2 separate regions of the Danio rerio genome follow, and region 2 is linked to region 1. Evidence: chromatin contacts called from public HiCAR-type data. All regions are on one chromosome and are shown on one strand. Each heading gives the region's core, a stretch centred on a gene start, on an enhancer-like site or on the middle of the called end of the contact. The rest is flanking DNA. Distances are from core to core; before and after follow the strand shown. Region 1 holds the start of si:dkey-233k19.3. Region 2 holds the start of sp8b (sp8 transcription factor b).

Region 1 (7,824 bases), core at 2,370-4,869:
ATATATATATATATATATATATATATATATATATATATATATATATATATATATATATATATATTCATGTTAATAAATGTTAGTTAATGAAAATACAGTTGTTCATTGTTAGTTCATGTTAACTCATGGTGCATTAACTAATGTTAACAAGCACAGACTTGAATGATAATAATGCATTAGTAAATGTTTAATTATGATTAATAAATGAAGTACAAGTGTTGTTCATGATTTTTTTATGTTAGTAAATGCATTAACTAATGAACCTTATTGTAAAGTGTTACCGCAAAATTTATACAGCTTGTTGGTCAGACTGAATTACGGGTTAAACTAACTTTCTTAGAGTAAATGTGAATAAAAATGAGATTGCCCAAGTTTAATAAATAATAACAAATATGGTCTTGCTTCAACCCCAATTTACCTTTTATCTTGTATTCTTACTCATTTATTCATTCATTTTCTTTTAGTTAAAGGCTTACTCCCTTTTTTCTTTAAGAGTCTCCACAGCAGAATGAACTGCCAAATTATCCAGTACATGTTTTACGCAGCAGATTCCCTTCCAGCCACAACCCAACACTGGAAAACACCCATACATTCTTGCATTCACACACATACACTAAAGACAATTTAGCCTTTTCAATTTATCTATAGCACAAGTCTTTGGACTGTGGGGGAAACTGAAGCACCCGAAGGGAAACCCACACTAGCACGGGGAGAACATGCACTCCACACAGAAATGCCAACTGGCCCAGCTGGGGCTTAATTCAGCAACCTTCTTGCTGTGAGGCGATTGTGCTAACCACTGTGCCACCTTGACGCCCTATTCTTACTCAATCACACCAAACTTCAGAGCGTGAGCCCAGACATTTTAGTCCATATATTTAGCATTTCACCAATTAGTGGCAGGGATGTTTCTGTTGTGAAGTCCACACTATGGAACTCTCTCCCCCTGGCACTACCTCAATACATGAATTTAAATAGTTATGATAATATATTATAAAAATAAATAATGAAACACAGTACATTGTTCTAACCAGGCATATGACCACTACACAATTGTTACATGACTAAACAATAAAGAAGGCACTTTACTTGATTTCAATGTTATTAAAATTGTTTGTGACAGTTATCTAAAAAGTATGTTTGTATTTAAATAACATAAGTTATTGTCAGGGAAAACATTGGAATTCTTTTTAATGTATTTTTATCCATTATATGAAATTTACATAAACTTTACATATATTTTATTGATTTAGTTTTTAAAAACTTAGTAGTTTCTTTTTTTAGTAAAGCAACATTTCCAAATAACGCACATTTAGGCATATATTAGAAGACTCTTCACATGTGTCAAACCTGCTGAATGAAGAAGTTGCAGAGCTCCTGCAGCAGAGAAACAATGCGTGCTGGTGAACGATAGAATGAACAGTGAGTCCAGACCAGAAATATAAGATGAAAGACTGGTGGAATGAGAGCAGGGAAAGATGGAAACTCCGATTTTTCCAATTTAGACAGCAAAGATCCTAGAGGCTGAAGATGGAGGTCTATAGCCCTAGCTTCCTGCAAAGCTGCATGACAAATATACAAAAGAATATTATTAAAAATAACAAAAATAGTACAAAATGCAACTATAATTATCAGATGTGTTGAAACCACTGCCTTACCATCAAAAACAGCTTCCATCAAAGCTTTGAATGAGGGGAAATAACTGCTGTCTATAATTTCCAGAATCCTCATCATTTTTTGAACACATGGATTTTGTAGCTGAAATAAAAAAAAAAGACTTCAGTACATTATCAGATATCCATTACCATTGTCAAGTAACTGTTGTGACAAACCTGTTCATTAATGCTCTGAATGTTCATTTTTCTGGACCTCCAGAAGTCAAGTTCAGTTTTTGGTCCGGGATTCAATCCTTTTACAATCAGTTCAGTAGAATCTTCTCTTAAGACTTTATGGATCATGTGTGTCCAGCTGATGACCATGGACTCGGCTGCATGTATCATGGCCCTGTTGCGACTGTCATGCCTTGTATTCAAATGAGAAATTTGATGCTTTGGTCAAAATAAAATGTACTTGATGCTTTTATTATGAAAATGAGGATTAAAATGATTACAGTACAACATATAAATATTTCAGTTATTTTTTTTTTTATAATAGACAGACAGACATACATTTAAAAACTGTAAAAATTGATAATTTTCAATATTATTTGCACCCTTAAGAATATATATATATTTTTTTACCTACAGAGCAAACCACTGCTGTCCAATGACATGCCAAATTAAGCCAACTTGCTTAGTTAAGTTAATTAACATTGTTAAGCCTTTAAATTGTACTTTAAGTTGAATACTATTATCTTTAAAAATAACTAATAAAATATTTTGTTAAAATAAATATGTTATTAAAACTATTATATTTAAAAATATGTTGACGTAAAACCTACTCACCATTAAACAACTTGGAAAATATTTGAAAATTAATTTGCCTCTTAAATCGTTATAGTTAATTTAATCTATAGTCTAAGAGTAATGTATTTAAAAAGTAAATAAAAGAAAGACTCATACAGCATGACTGTTGCCTCTTGACACTGCTCAATCCATTCTCTGATGGCAGGAACAGGAAGAATGGTTTTGCCATAATATTGTCCTTTCACCACAGTCACCCTGCTTTGCAAATTCTCTATGTGCTGCTTCACATCCTGTGATACGACATTTGGCCACATTTGGTGATTCTTCTTGTTCGACAGAAGCGGCAGACACACCTTGTTAAAAAATATTGACACATTTTACAAACTTTTTATGTTTAACTGAAAATTCTACTTTCAAACTATATACTTGTGATCATGTCAAACATGCAGCTTTTGATTGTGGGCGTGCCTGCTAATATTCCATTTCACAATGTATTTATTTACTTCTTGTTGACAGCAGATCAAACAGTGGTGGACCTGATGGGGTCTGCAACTGTTCATTACCTTCTCCATGGTGTCTGACAGCTGTGGCAGAAAAGAGGTTGACAGCACCCCGAAGAGTAAAAAACTCCCACAGTTTTCTGGATGGATGGGGCCATTTCCTTTTTTCAAAACATAAACTTTCTTGTCTTTAGACAGATGGCAGACCTAATGTGCACACAAAAGGCATGAGAAATTTTTAAAATATATACATTAAATGTATTTATAAGTTATAGAACTTTATTAACATCAGACAAGAATGTCAACACAAGGCCTGTATTTTTGTTTACTTACCTCTGTAGAAACATCAAGAGCCTTAGACGCCGTCACGCTGAAAAACAACACTCTAATATGCGTTTCAAAAAACGCTGTAAAAAGTGTTTTATTTTTCTCTGCGTTGACAAATTTTACCCACGTATCAGCTTTGAGGTTGAGCATCCGGCAAAGTGTCTCGCCTAAATACTGCACTCTGGGGTCTTCAGAAAACGCCGTTTCCTCCTCTTCTGACATGTTTGTTGTCCTTGTGGAACTGATGCAAACAATCCGAAACTTAAAACAAAAATTTGACGTGTGCTTTCTGAATCATGTGGAACGCGGAGAGTGTCACGTGTTTACATACAGTATCATATCTTTACGCGCGCTGAAGAGATTTCATTCAGTGAAAGTGCAAAAAGGGGTGGAACAGCGTCCTGTTGCTTTGGTTACCATCCAACATGAAACTAGCACCCCAACCAGGTCGCACTTCAATCATTCCGACACAATTTTTTGTCCTAGCCTACTAGTCAACTGTAATTAAAACAATTTTACAAACGTTTTAGCCTATTATGAAACAAATAGTAAACTTTATTTACAAACTATAAATAGGCTAATTACAAAGACTAATTATTATTTTAATTGTTCCCCGTTGCACCTTTAAGAATCAGTTGACAACACAAAATCGTTATTAATTTGGTTACAGCTTGATTATTTACCCAGACAATAAACAAACAAAGAAAGAAAGAAAGAAAGAAAGAAAGAAAGAAAGAAAGAAAGAAAGAAAGAAAGAAAGAAAGAAAGAAAGAAAAAAAAGAAAGAAGAGAAAGAAAGAGAACAACAATTGTTTATCTAATTAGGCTACAGATCTTTTAGAAAGATTTTTATTATCATTAAACATAGGCTAGATTTTCTTTTTTATCTCACTTTTAATCTATAGGTCGGAGAGAGAAAAACAGCAATAATCTTGATTATTTTCACAAACAAAAAAAAAGCAAACAAGATGGATCAAAAGAGACTGAGAGTTGCAAGGCGTATATGTCAGCTCACTTCATTAATGGTGATTAATTTTCGAACATATTTTTATAGCCTAATAAACTATATGATAAGTTTGAATGAGAAACAAGTCACAAATCCACTAATAAATGTTAATTGATCTCTTCCAAAAACGAAAACAATCCCAAATTCACAGGAAATTATTTTGAAGCTGTATATATACAGGAAAGAGAGGAAAGGAAAAAGAGGGTGTGCACTAATAATATGTACTTATAATTCTAACAATATTTGTTTAATTGTTGTTTTTAATTATACTCAAATTACCAAAGTTGCAAAACTATGTCTATCTTTAATGTTTTAATAGAATTTTTAATATTCATATAATGTTTCTCATTTGATCCATATATTATTGCTTGAAAAACATAAAAATAGAAAAGCAACAAGAAGTTAATAGGCATGTAATAATAATAGACATAAATAAATAAATAAATAAATAAATAAATAAATAAATAAATAAATAAATAAATAAATAAATAAATAAATAATCTAAACTATGTTGTATAATTAAACTTTTACTAAATTCAAATAGTAGGCTATTCATAAAATATATTCATACATTAGATCATCAAAACTTAGCAACTAAGATTTAGGAACAATGATAGCTACCTTTTCGACTAGTAGCCTACATACTTCCACTGTGGCACAAATGAAGACTGCATGTTTACAAGCAATGTAACTGAGGTGTTAAAATGAATTCTTAAGAATCTCGGCTGACTTTCACGTGAGTGCACCAATAATGCCCTCTAGGGGCCTCTGCCATTGAAACACACTAATAAGCGCCGACAAGAGAGACGTGCTGTGCCTGATCACACTGCTTTATGAGCACAGGAGGGCCCTTACAAATTCATTCTCATTTTGGAAAATGTTTGGTAGTTTCTTTCTAAATATAAGATGCCCATTAAAGGTTAACCATTTAGTTGCCTTTTAAAAAAGACACATTTAAACACATTTGTTTATATATGCTATTACATAAATCTACATCAAATAGGCTAAGTTATCTTATTGGGTTTGACGTTTTTTGAAATACTAAGCAACTAAGTAATTAACATAGCTAATTTGCATAATCATTTTCGCCCACTCATATCGTAACATTCCACATGCGTTGAACTAGAGAGCTATAAGATTCGCATGTAACAAGTGCGCCGATAGTTCGTGCCGAAGCACGTCTCATATTTCCAATGGAAGTCACTCGCTCCTGGCGTTTACACTCCTGGAAACCATGGGAATGTCGTTTGAACTGAGCAGAATGCGATATCCGGCCTCATGCGGCCTTCCTATGAGCGCCCCTGCGGTGTTATGCAAGCTTCATAAAAGAACAAATTTGTTATCCTCCACCCGAGGGCATCTGTTGATGGATCCGTCCGTCCTCCCAGGGGTCGAGAGGAAGTAACCATTCAACAACCTGCCGCTTATCTCGTGCTTTCCTTGTTTTAAGTGTTCGTCACTTGAGATATGACAGACTGAAGTGCTCCACTTAGAAGGTAATAAACGCCTTTTTTTATCTATTTGGACGGCGAGTTGCAACGTATTTCTTCCTGCTGTTCAGTGTACTGTATGAATGATCATTTCTGGAACATTCCCTTGAGGCTGGAAAAGAATTCCATAAAGTTTCCATACATATTATTAGCACAAGCGAACATGAACCATAATGTCATCATTCACTCCATAGGCAAATATTGGCGTTGGGACATGTAAGCATTCCCACTGGAAAAGCATTAGCCCCATGTGTCGAGCTTTATCCTTTTTAATCAACCTCCCAAACGACTGGTTCTACCCGAATGACCTTAAAAAAGATTAAACCAGGTTACCAGTCTTCATATACCGACTGCATTGTCACATATGGCTTGTCCTGTCTTTCAATTTATTCTTTCTTTAAGCAAGAATTGTTTTTAACATTGTAATGACAAAATGACTAAACCAAGTATCTATGTAGGCCTATATAAAATTTAATCGAAATAAAACAGTTAAAATTTGTTATTGCTATTCGTTTATTTAAAATATATAAATTGCAGTTATCCTTTTCCAACAGCTCTTATACATTCTTTTGCTTTAATTTATTTAAAAAAATAAAACAAATAAATAAATAAATAAACTAAACAAATAACAACTAAAACATTCCACACAATGTATGGTCAAAACATTTTTCCTTGCAGTCTCAAGATCTCCATGATGATTTGCTTCTCATTTGTGCTCATATTTTTGTGTGTTGATTTGAATTTTGTGCTAATGGAAGATCCCACAATATAAGCCCACTATTAGCTTTCTAGCAGTAATATTTGAGGTTTGATAGAATCAATGATGCCAATTATCTCAGCAAACAGGCCCTATAAAAACTAAATATGAAAATAGCATTTTGTCCTTTACTTATACAGTGCTCCTCATATATAAGTACACCCCTCAAAAATCTATCTTTTGAATTCATATTTTTAATAGACAGCTATACAATATTATGTCTATGCATATACATTGGATTAGCAAGTAAGCCAAATCTGGAGCTTATTTAACAAAACTTATGATAACGGTCCAAAAACTATAGTACACCCAAATTTATGTTTTAGGGAATGTTTTAATACAATTTTAAAAAAGAGAAAAAAATCAAGAGAACCAAAAAAAAAAAAAAAATAATAATAATAATAAATAAATAAATGTTGAAGTTTTTTTGGTTGTAATTTTTCATTTGATTTTTTTTTGCAATATTTAGCTTAAATTTATTTGTATTTTCTTTCAATTTATGAATATGTTTGGTGACTAAAAATGTATTTTAATAAATATATTTGTTTATTAAATCTGTTTTGTTTAAATGCACCAAAATACATTGCCTTTATTCACTGAGAAAAGGATAAAAATGTTCATTTTTCAAATAGGCTCTCAATTATGCTGAGCACTGTACATGTAAAACATTTTATTTAAAAAAATGTTCTGTAGAGTAGAAAAGGATCATTTAGATTTATAAAAAGGTTCATAAGTATTCTCTTCTCTGGAATATTTGTGGTTGCACCCACAACTAACGTTTTGGTGTTGCTAAATCTTTTCTTTTAGGTCATTTCTTAATCTTCTTAATCTTCAGGAAATGAAGATTAAACATGTTGGCTGTGTATGTGTGCATAAAGGGCATTTTATCCTCTTATGCTTGTCTCCCACATCTATCTATCTATCTATCTATCTATCTATCTATCTATCTATCTATCTATCTATCTATCTATCTATCTATCTATCTATCTATCTATCTATCTATCTATCTATCTATCTATCTATCTATCTATCTATCTATCTATCTATCTATCTATCTATCTATCTATCTATCTATCTATCTATCTATCTATCTATCTATCTATATATATATATATATATATATATATATATATTTAAAAAAAAAACTGTCCAATTGAAAGGCTGGCCTCTTCTCTAAATATGATGGGTTGTTTATTTAGTTAGTTAGTTAGTTAGTTAGTTAGTTAGTTAGTTAGTTAGTTAGTTAGTTAGTTAGTTTGTTTGACCAAACTTTTTCCTCAAGACTGAAAAAAAAAAAACTGATTAATATCATCTTGTTTTGATTGAAACCTCTTAATTAC
Region 2 (7,824 bases), core at 3,238-5,737, 160 kb after region 1:
TCTATCTATCTATCTATCTATCTATCTATCTATCTATCTATCTATCTATCTATCTATCTATCTATCTATCTATCTATCTATCTATCTCTCTGTCTGTCTGTCTGTCTGTCTATCGATCATATAAAACCATTGAATATGAAGTCAGTTAAATGTATTTATTTATTTGTTTGTTTGTTTGTGTTTGTTTGTTTTAAACCAGGAATCGGTGTCTTTATTCTGAGTTAGCGGGCAAAGCAAAAATATATTTTACAGATTATTATTTACAGTATATACATTTAGAAGTAAACAAATAGAATGGTAAACAAACATGCAAAAAATAAATAAATAATAATTAAATAAAAATAACTTTTAAATAATAATTTGTATATTTAGTAATATATATATATATATATATATATATATATATATATATATATATATATATATATATATATATATATATATTAATAATGTATATATATATATATATATATATATATATATATATATATATATATATATATATATATATATATATATATATATATATATATCATTCAATTTATTATTCATTTACATCCATTGAATATGAAGTCAGAATCTGATTAAATATACAAAAAACATTTATTTAATTATTATTTTTTTCTATTTCTTTACTTTTAAATTTATTTACTGTAAACAATAATCTGTAAAATATATTTTGCTTCGCCGGCTAACCTAGAGTAAAGACACCGATTCCTGGTTTAAAACCAACAAACAAACAAACAAATAAACAAACAAACAATTACACAAATAAATAAATAAATTGAACTGACTTCATGTTCAATGGATTTATATGACAGACAGACAGACAGACGATAGATAGATAGATAGATAGATAGATAGATAGATAGATAGATAGATAGATAGATAGATAGATAGATAGATAGATAGATAGATAGATAGATAGATAGATAGATAGATAGATAGATAGATAGATAGATAGATAGATAGATAGATAGATAGATAGATAGATCAAATCTTAAAACAGAAATCCTTCATGAACGTATTGATGTTAATCGATGCCGTCAACTTAGTGTTAAATCTTTATTACTAGTTTCGAATTCCGGTAATTAGTCTACTGATGTTCTTGGACAGGTAGACCGCTCGAGTGGATTATCATCGGTTTTCCTGGATAATCATAAGATTAAAGAGGAAAGTGCTCCCACCATCTCCGGGACACACAGCCGCTGACTTCCCCTCTTTTCTTTTGGCAAAATTATTGAGAGCAAGCAATATTAAAGCCATTTTGTTCGTGCGCACTGGGCCAGAATAACGCGATGATTAGGGCCACGAACGGGACAGGTTTCTTCAGCTTGATTTCATGACGGTAATGTAGCCCATGCATTTGGGAGAAGAAAGGCAGAGAAGGGGACATCTGTTCACAGGCCAAAAGCAACCTCATTGGCCTGCGTGGCATCTTGGAAAAGAAAGCAGGATATTACACGCACAAACGTTTTTGTTGTTGTGTTTGACTGATTTATTGATTCGTTTTTTTTTTCTTTCTTTCTGGTTTATTTTTAATTAGATTATAAATAGCATTAAACTTCTTTGGAAAAAAAGAATAGTCATGCATAAAAATCGGCCCAGCGTTGCGTTTCAATTTTTATTTTAAAAGTTTTATTTTAATTTTGAACCACTTTTCAACAGCATCCTTTATTCATCTCTACTTATTCAGCTTTAAAATAAATATATTTAATCTTTGAATTATGTAGGCTATTAGTTTATTTTTGCACATTTTGGCCAGAAGACTACGTGTTTAATCATATTTTATTTAAAAGTCATTATTTTTTTCTTTAACCAGCACTTTTGAAAACCCCCCTGTTGCTGCATGCGCTTGTGATCCTGTGCTCTCGCGCATCTCTCGCGCTGTCTTGTCAGAGGACATGAACACATGTTTTGATTACACCACCGGTGGCCGAGCGGCTCCTCCGTTATTCGTAATTAAACTCAATTCCCAAAGTAACATTTATCTTCCAGGGTCTGCGCGTTCACTGTGCGCGAGAGCCACTGCCTTCTGCTGTGCTAGAGGAGATGCGCGCGGGGTCAATCAATAAACCGAGGACACAGACACGGTATGTGCATCATGCATCTGTTGCAATCAAACAATGCTGCAGTTTATGGGACATTTGTTCGTGTGCGTCTGTGTGTGTGTGTGTGTGTGTGTGTGTGTGTGTGTGACATTTGTATTTTGACATGGGTTGCGCATGCACGTTGAGTTATAGATGGATTTTTTTTGACGTGGAGTTTCACTGCTTCGTTTATTTGACTGTTCTTCTTGAAGACGTGGAATAAAAATGTTTTTAGTGTCTTATATATATTTTACATCCCAATCTCACCATTCAAGTTTCTGGAGAAAATTTTATAAAAAAAAAAGAAATAAGTTATTTTTAACTACTGGATAATTTAAGGCAATTGCTAAACGTGGAATTATTTAATCTTATGTATATTAAGTCTGTAATTTACTTTACAAACTGGTTTCAATCACTGAAAATGTCCACCAAAGAAAACGCAGCTAAAATAATTCCTTTTTGTTTTACTTATTTAATTTTTTAAATTCCGCATTTATAATTCTTATTTTTAATAATATGATTTTCCTCATTCTGTGTTCAATTGCCTCTTGTTCCTCGATTTCTCGATTTAGAAAGGACATAAGCCATGTAAAGGAAACAAGAGAAGTGTTGTTCAAATCGAAGAAACAGAGAAATGAATCTGATCGGCCATCTATCACTTCCAGCAATAAAGGAGGCGACACGGCGGAGGCAGATGATTTGATGAATAATCTTCGGTCGTTTTAATTAACTTTTTGCTGTCCTATAATGACCAAGTTGGTCAACGGAGCCGGTCAATAAGAATGTTAATATCAAACAAATAAAACTTCTCATGATTAAAAACCTCCCGCTTTATTAAATTTGAAATTCAAATGAAATTTATGCCTCCAGTCCACGACGCATGTAAATAGAGTAGCCAGGGCTACATCATTATCCTGAGAGCATTTCTGCATTCATCGTCGTGATATCAATAGCCATCCACTGTATTGCTGTTGAGAGTTTGCAGAACACAAAAGCCATGTTCCACCTTGTAAATACGTTTACACGCATTAGGTGAAATGATTTTTAGTGACCAACTTGAATTAATAGGTTCACTGAGTTAATTTGCTTGAATTTCAACAATATTTATCGGACAATGCCAGTCCTGTCTAAAATAAAGTGAGTGTGTGGAAAGAGGAAAAGAGCAAGTTAGTAATTCTAAACTAAGTTTATATAGAGTCAAGCCGAAATTATATATATATATATATATATATATATACATATATATATATATATATATATATATATATATATATATATATATATATATATATATATATATATATATATATATATATATATATATGGTTTCTTCCCTCAATGAATATTGCATATGTATTTTAAGCAAATATAAAATCTACATGCGCATTTTGGATTTGTAGCTTAGATTGTAAACTTTTTGTTTTTTGTTATAGTTTTATTAAACGTCTTAATTTATGAAGCATAATTATTATTGTCAAACAATTAAAGACCAGCGGAAGTGGTTTTTAAGGCAAGCTGTTCATTTCATACTCTTTCAAATAAAGCTTATTTGTTTGGCATATGGTTCCATGAAAAGCCCGAAATCCATAAAACATTTCAAATGTACAAAAGTTTCTTTATAGTGGAAAAACTTTATTCAGATTATTAACACACTTTTACCCTAAAAAGAAAATCAGTTTTCAAAATTGTTCTTTTATTGCATTATTACAGGAAATGAAGTGTGGCACAAAACGTTGTTTTAAGTTTAAAAAGTGTTCTCACTATACGCAAAAAAATAGATATTTTAAGAACTGTTTAGGAGTAATTTTAGGAAACAAAAATATTTATTGGGCATATATGCGAAAACCCCATAGGACCATTATTTTAGGACTGCAGCATAAGTGCTAAACTAGTTGACGACAATCTACAACTTGAAAGACAATGACAACAACTTGTAAAAGTGATATGACTTTAAATTGCTATTTTAGCTTCATCACATTCTGTAGTAAACTATATACAATGATTTATTATTATTATTAATAATAATAATAATAATAATAACAACAATAATAATAATAATAATAATAATAATAATAACAACAACAACAACAACAACAATAATAATAATAATCCATAACGGATCAGGGGGTCCAGTAACCTTATTAACCCCTGTACAAAAGAATTGAAAAGTTTTCCCTAAAACTTGCAGTCCTTCTTATTTAAGTTGAGTTTTATTATGAGGGGGGTGTTGGAAGGGGTGGAGATCTTGTCTGAAGTGCTCTATCGATGACCTCACGCTAGAATGTGGCCGCGTGAAGGTACGGCTTCTCCTGATTGGTCGCCCGTGTCACAGCGGCACTTCAAAGCCGTGAGAGGAGCTACAATTGTGCTGGAATGGGCGGACCGCATCATTGTATTGCACACCTCTAAAAAAACAGTGCTCTGATTCATAAATATAAAAAGATCCTCTGAGGAGGGCACTTTTGTGATGGCAACTTCACTTCTAGGGGTGAGTCTAAGGAGTTTCGTGCTGGTTTAATTAGTTTCCTTTATTGTCCTGCAGTGGGGATTAAAATTTCTTTGGTCAGCCGGGGAGAGAGTCACTTGATTATGTTTTAAGCGAGAGAAAGGAGCAGGAGTTGCATTTCTCAACTACGACATTGTATGTATAACACATATTGCTATTTCTATGCTGCGTTTTCGCTTTTGTGTTGCGTGTGCAATTGGCTGTTTCAGTTGACTGTTCTTCGCTACCATTCTTCAGGTGTGTTGGTTAAAAGAGTAAACCGTTAAAACTGTTCTTTTAATTCCCCCAGTTCCCCGAAACAAAGTCTGAACTTACCTTCTAACTGCTTTTTTGTTGGTGTTGTTGTTTCAGGAGGAGCCGAGATTGGGGTCGACTCCTTTAGCCATGTTGGCTGCGACGTGTAACAAAATCGGGAGCCCGAGTCCTTCTCCTTCCTCGATTTCGGATAATTCATCTTCGTTCGGAAAAGGATTCCACCCGTGGAAACGAGCGACAGCCAGCAGCTGTAGTTTAGGATCCAGTTTATCCTCTTTCACTCGGAATGGTGGTGGTTTAAGCGACTCTTTTGGCACGAACACTTCTACGGGATCAAGTGCCTTTTCCTTAACTTCTGGTACTTCGTCCAACTCCCACTTCGGAAACGACTACTCCGTTTTCCAGACTTCTGTGTCAAATAACTCCCAAGAGCCAAGCCACCAACCCATGTTTATTTCAAAAGTGCACACATCCGTGGACAGTTTGCAGAGCATTTACCCGAGAATGAGCGTGGCGCATCCCTACGAGTCGTGGTTCAAGTCCTCACACCCTGGCATACCCACGGGGGATGTGGGCACCACGGGCGCGTCCGCGTGGTGGGACGTGGGAGCCGGTTGGATTGATGTGCAGAACCCGAATGGAGCTGCGCTCCAGACGTCCCTACACTCCGGTGGGCTGCAAACTTCTTTACACTCTCCTCTGGGCGGATACAACTCAGACTACTCGAGTTTAAGCCACTCTGCCTTCAGTACCAGCGCGTCCCCGCATCTCCTCACCACCGGGCAGCACCTCATGGACGGATTCAAACCGGTTCTCTCGTCTTACCCGGACTCCAGTCCTTCTCCTCTGGGTGGAGCGGGTGGTTCCATGTTGACAGGGGGTCCGACGGCCTCTTTGGCGGGGTCCCCGCGGTCTTCCGCGCGGCGCTACTCGGGCAGAGCGACGTGCGACTGTCCGAACTGTCAAGAAGCTGAGCGGCTGGGTCCGGCCGGCGCAAGCCTCCGCAGAAAGGGGCTGCACAGCTGTCACATCCCTGGCTGTGGGAAAGTGTACGGCAAAACGTCTCACCTCAAGGCTCATTTGAGGTGGCACACCGGGGAAAGGCCGTTTGTGTGTAACTGGTTATTCTGTGGAAAGAGGTTCACGCGCTCCGACGAGCTCCAGCGACATTTACGCACGCACACTGGCGAGAAGCGCTTCGCTTGTCCCGTGTGCAACAAGCGCTTCATGCGGAGTGACCACCTCAGTAAACATGTCAAAACGCACAGTGCTGGGGGCTCGTCAGGGTCGGGGTCTGGGGCGAGTGGAGGGAAACGAGGGAGTGACACCGACAGCGAGCACAGTGTGCCCGGTAGCCCCTCATGCCATTCGCCTGACCTGTTGCAAGCCCCCGAGTCTGTCCCGACCACTGGAATGAACGGCCGTGCAAGCTCCCTCGATTAATCCCGCTCTAAATGCCAAGCTCGAATGGACTAGTAACGTATTTGACGCCTCAGAAAATGTACTGTTCGCTCGGAAACACTTTCTAAAAACTTTCAAGTTAACAAAAAATCTAAAATGTTTTGCAAGTTTCCGATTAATGCACATTCAAATATGAATAACCTACATGAAACAACATGAACCAAAGTTTCATTTCTTTTTAACTAGTTGAATGTACATTAATGAATGTTAATTAGGCCTATATTTTTTTTGTTAACAGTTAAAGTTATTATAAAGTGTCACCTGAGAAGGAACCGTGTGGCCATTTCACGTGGATGTTGTAAAGTGATTCAGTTTACAATTAAAATGTAATTACATTGAAGTAAGACTGTTTTGGTTTGCACAGATTCTGTGACACGAATTTGGTAAATTAGGGAAATATTGAAATGCACATAGTCTGATATGTGCATTCTGGTGGGTATTTGACGAACAATTTTATTTTATTTAGGCTACTTACTGTTGTTATGAAACCGAATGAGAGAGAGAGAAATTTGTATTTTACCCATCGGTGAAGTGGCCTGTCATTGCTAACTTTTTTCTTTCTCAAAACCAAACTGTGGCACTTTATTCACAAACACTGCTAAAATCCAATTCCTTAAGGATACATTGCCGTAGTGTTTAATATACCTTTTTTGTCATTTTCACGTTCATTTCTTTAATATTCGAAAAATAGTATCTATATCGCACATTGGTCTTTGTCAAAACTACAGACTACGAATTCTAAGTTTGTATGACATGTACTTATTTCCTGTTGCTGCAAAAGAATGTACATATTGAACATAAAATAGATTAGAATAGAAGGTTATTCCACACTGATGTAAAAGTTGGGTATGTATTTGTTAAAGACGCAAATTTTTTGAATAGTATTTTAGTTGCATATATTGACTGTAGTAAATATCCAAAACTGTACGGGGGTGTTTATTTTTTATTTTTATTTTATTTTATTTTTTTGTTTTGGTTGGGTTTTTTGTGTAGAAATACGTCATATTTATCCACGAGTTGGACTTGATTTTTGGAGGTCTGTTAAAGACGCACTTTGAAATGATTTGTATGATTTTTTAAATTCAGAATTCAGTGTTTCACCACGTTTTCTAATTTATGTAAGCATGCACATGTACGGTGAGCGTTATTTTCACATCGTTCATTTAAGAAATTGGCTTTCTAAGTAAAGCCACTCAATAAAGTCAACATGGATTCAGTCACAGTGAACGATTTGCCGTCCTACTTCTTTAAAATAAAATGTGATCTGTAGTGCAGGACCTGTTACGACATTGCATTACCTTTTGAAGAACAAAATAAAAATGTTAACATGTTAAAATCTGCAGTTGTTGTCAAAGCCACAAATTGAAGCAGCTTTGGTAAATTAAAGTTTATTATTTGCTAAATTTTGAAAAAAAAAAAAAAACTTATTTTAGTCTAATTGATTAAGTTACACATTCTTTTAGTAATAAAAATATAGACACAATGTCTGCAGTCTTTTTTCAAATCTTTGTT

Evidence for each region. HiCAR-type assays count read pairs that join an accessible place to other places.
Region 2: a contact with region 1 is called in a HiCAR-type map of caudal fin, with 9 times the contacts expected there. The contact joins the promoter of sp8b here to the promoter of si:dkey-233k19.3 in region 1. A contact is called at or near these places in 4 of 18 Hi-C or Micro-C datasets (caudal fin and embryo) and 2 of 4 datasets of contacts at active chromatin or transcription factors (caudal fin and gastrula embryo).

Annotation. Positions count from the first base shown.
Region 1 is chr16:20,719,362-20,727,185 of GRCz12tu, forward strand. si:dkey-233k19.3 reads right to left here and starts at 3,620. Exons shown (of 82, transcript XM_009292264.5): 1 at 3,239-3,620; 2 at 2,969-3,112; 3 at 2,562-2,758; 4 at 1,833-2,022; 5 at 1,659-1,758; 6 at 1,351-1,562. The coding sequence starts at 3,454. It overlaps LOC141378077 (a long non-coding RNA gene), which reads left to right and starts at 5,676. Exons shown (of 3, transcript XR_012391694.1): 1 at 5,676-5,733.
Region 2 is chr16:20,881,925-20,889,748 of GRCz12tu, forward strand. It overlaps sp8b (sp8 transcription factor b), which reads left to right and starts at 4,488. Exons shown (of 2, transcript NM_205550.2): 1 at 4,488-4,833; 2 at 4,948-6,646. The coding sequence starts at 4,981. The coding sequence ends at 6,294. LOC141378076 (a long non-coding RNA gene) reads right to left here and starts at 5,540. Exons shown (of 2, transcript XR_012391692.1): 1 at 4,912-5,540.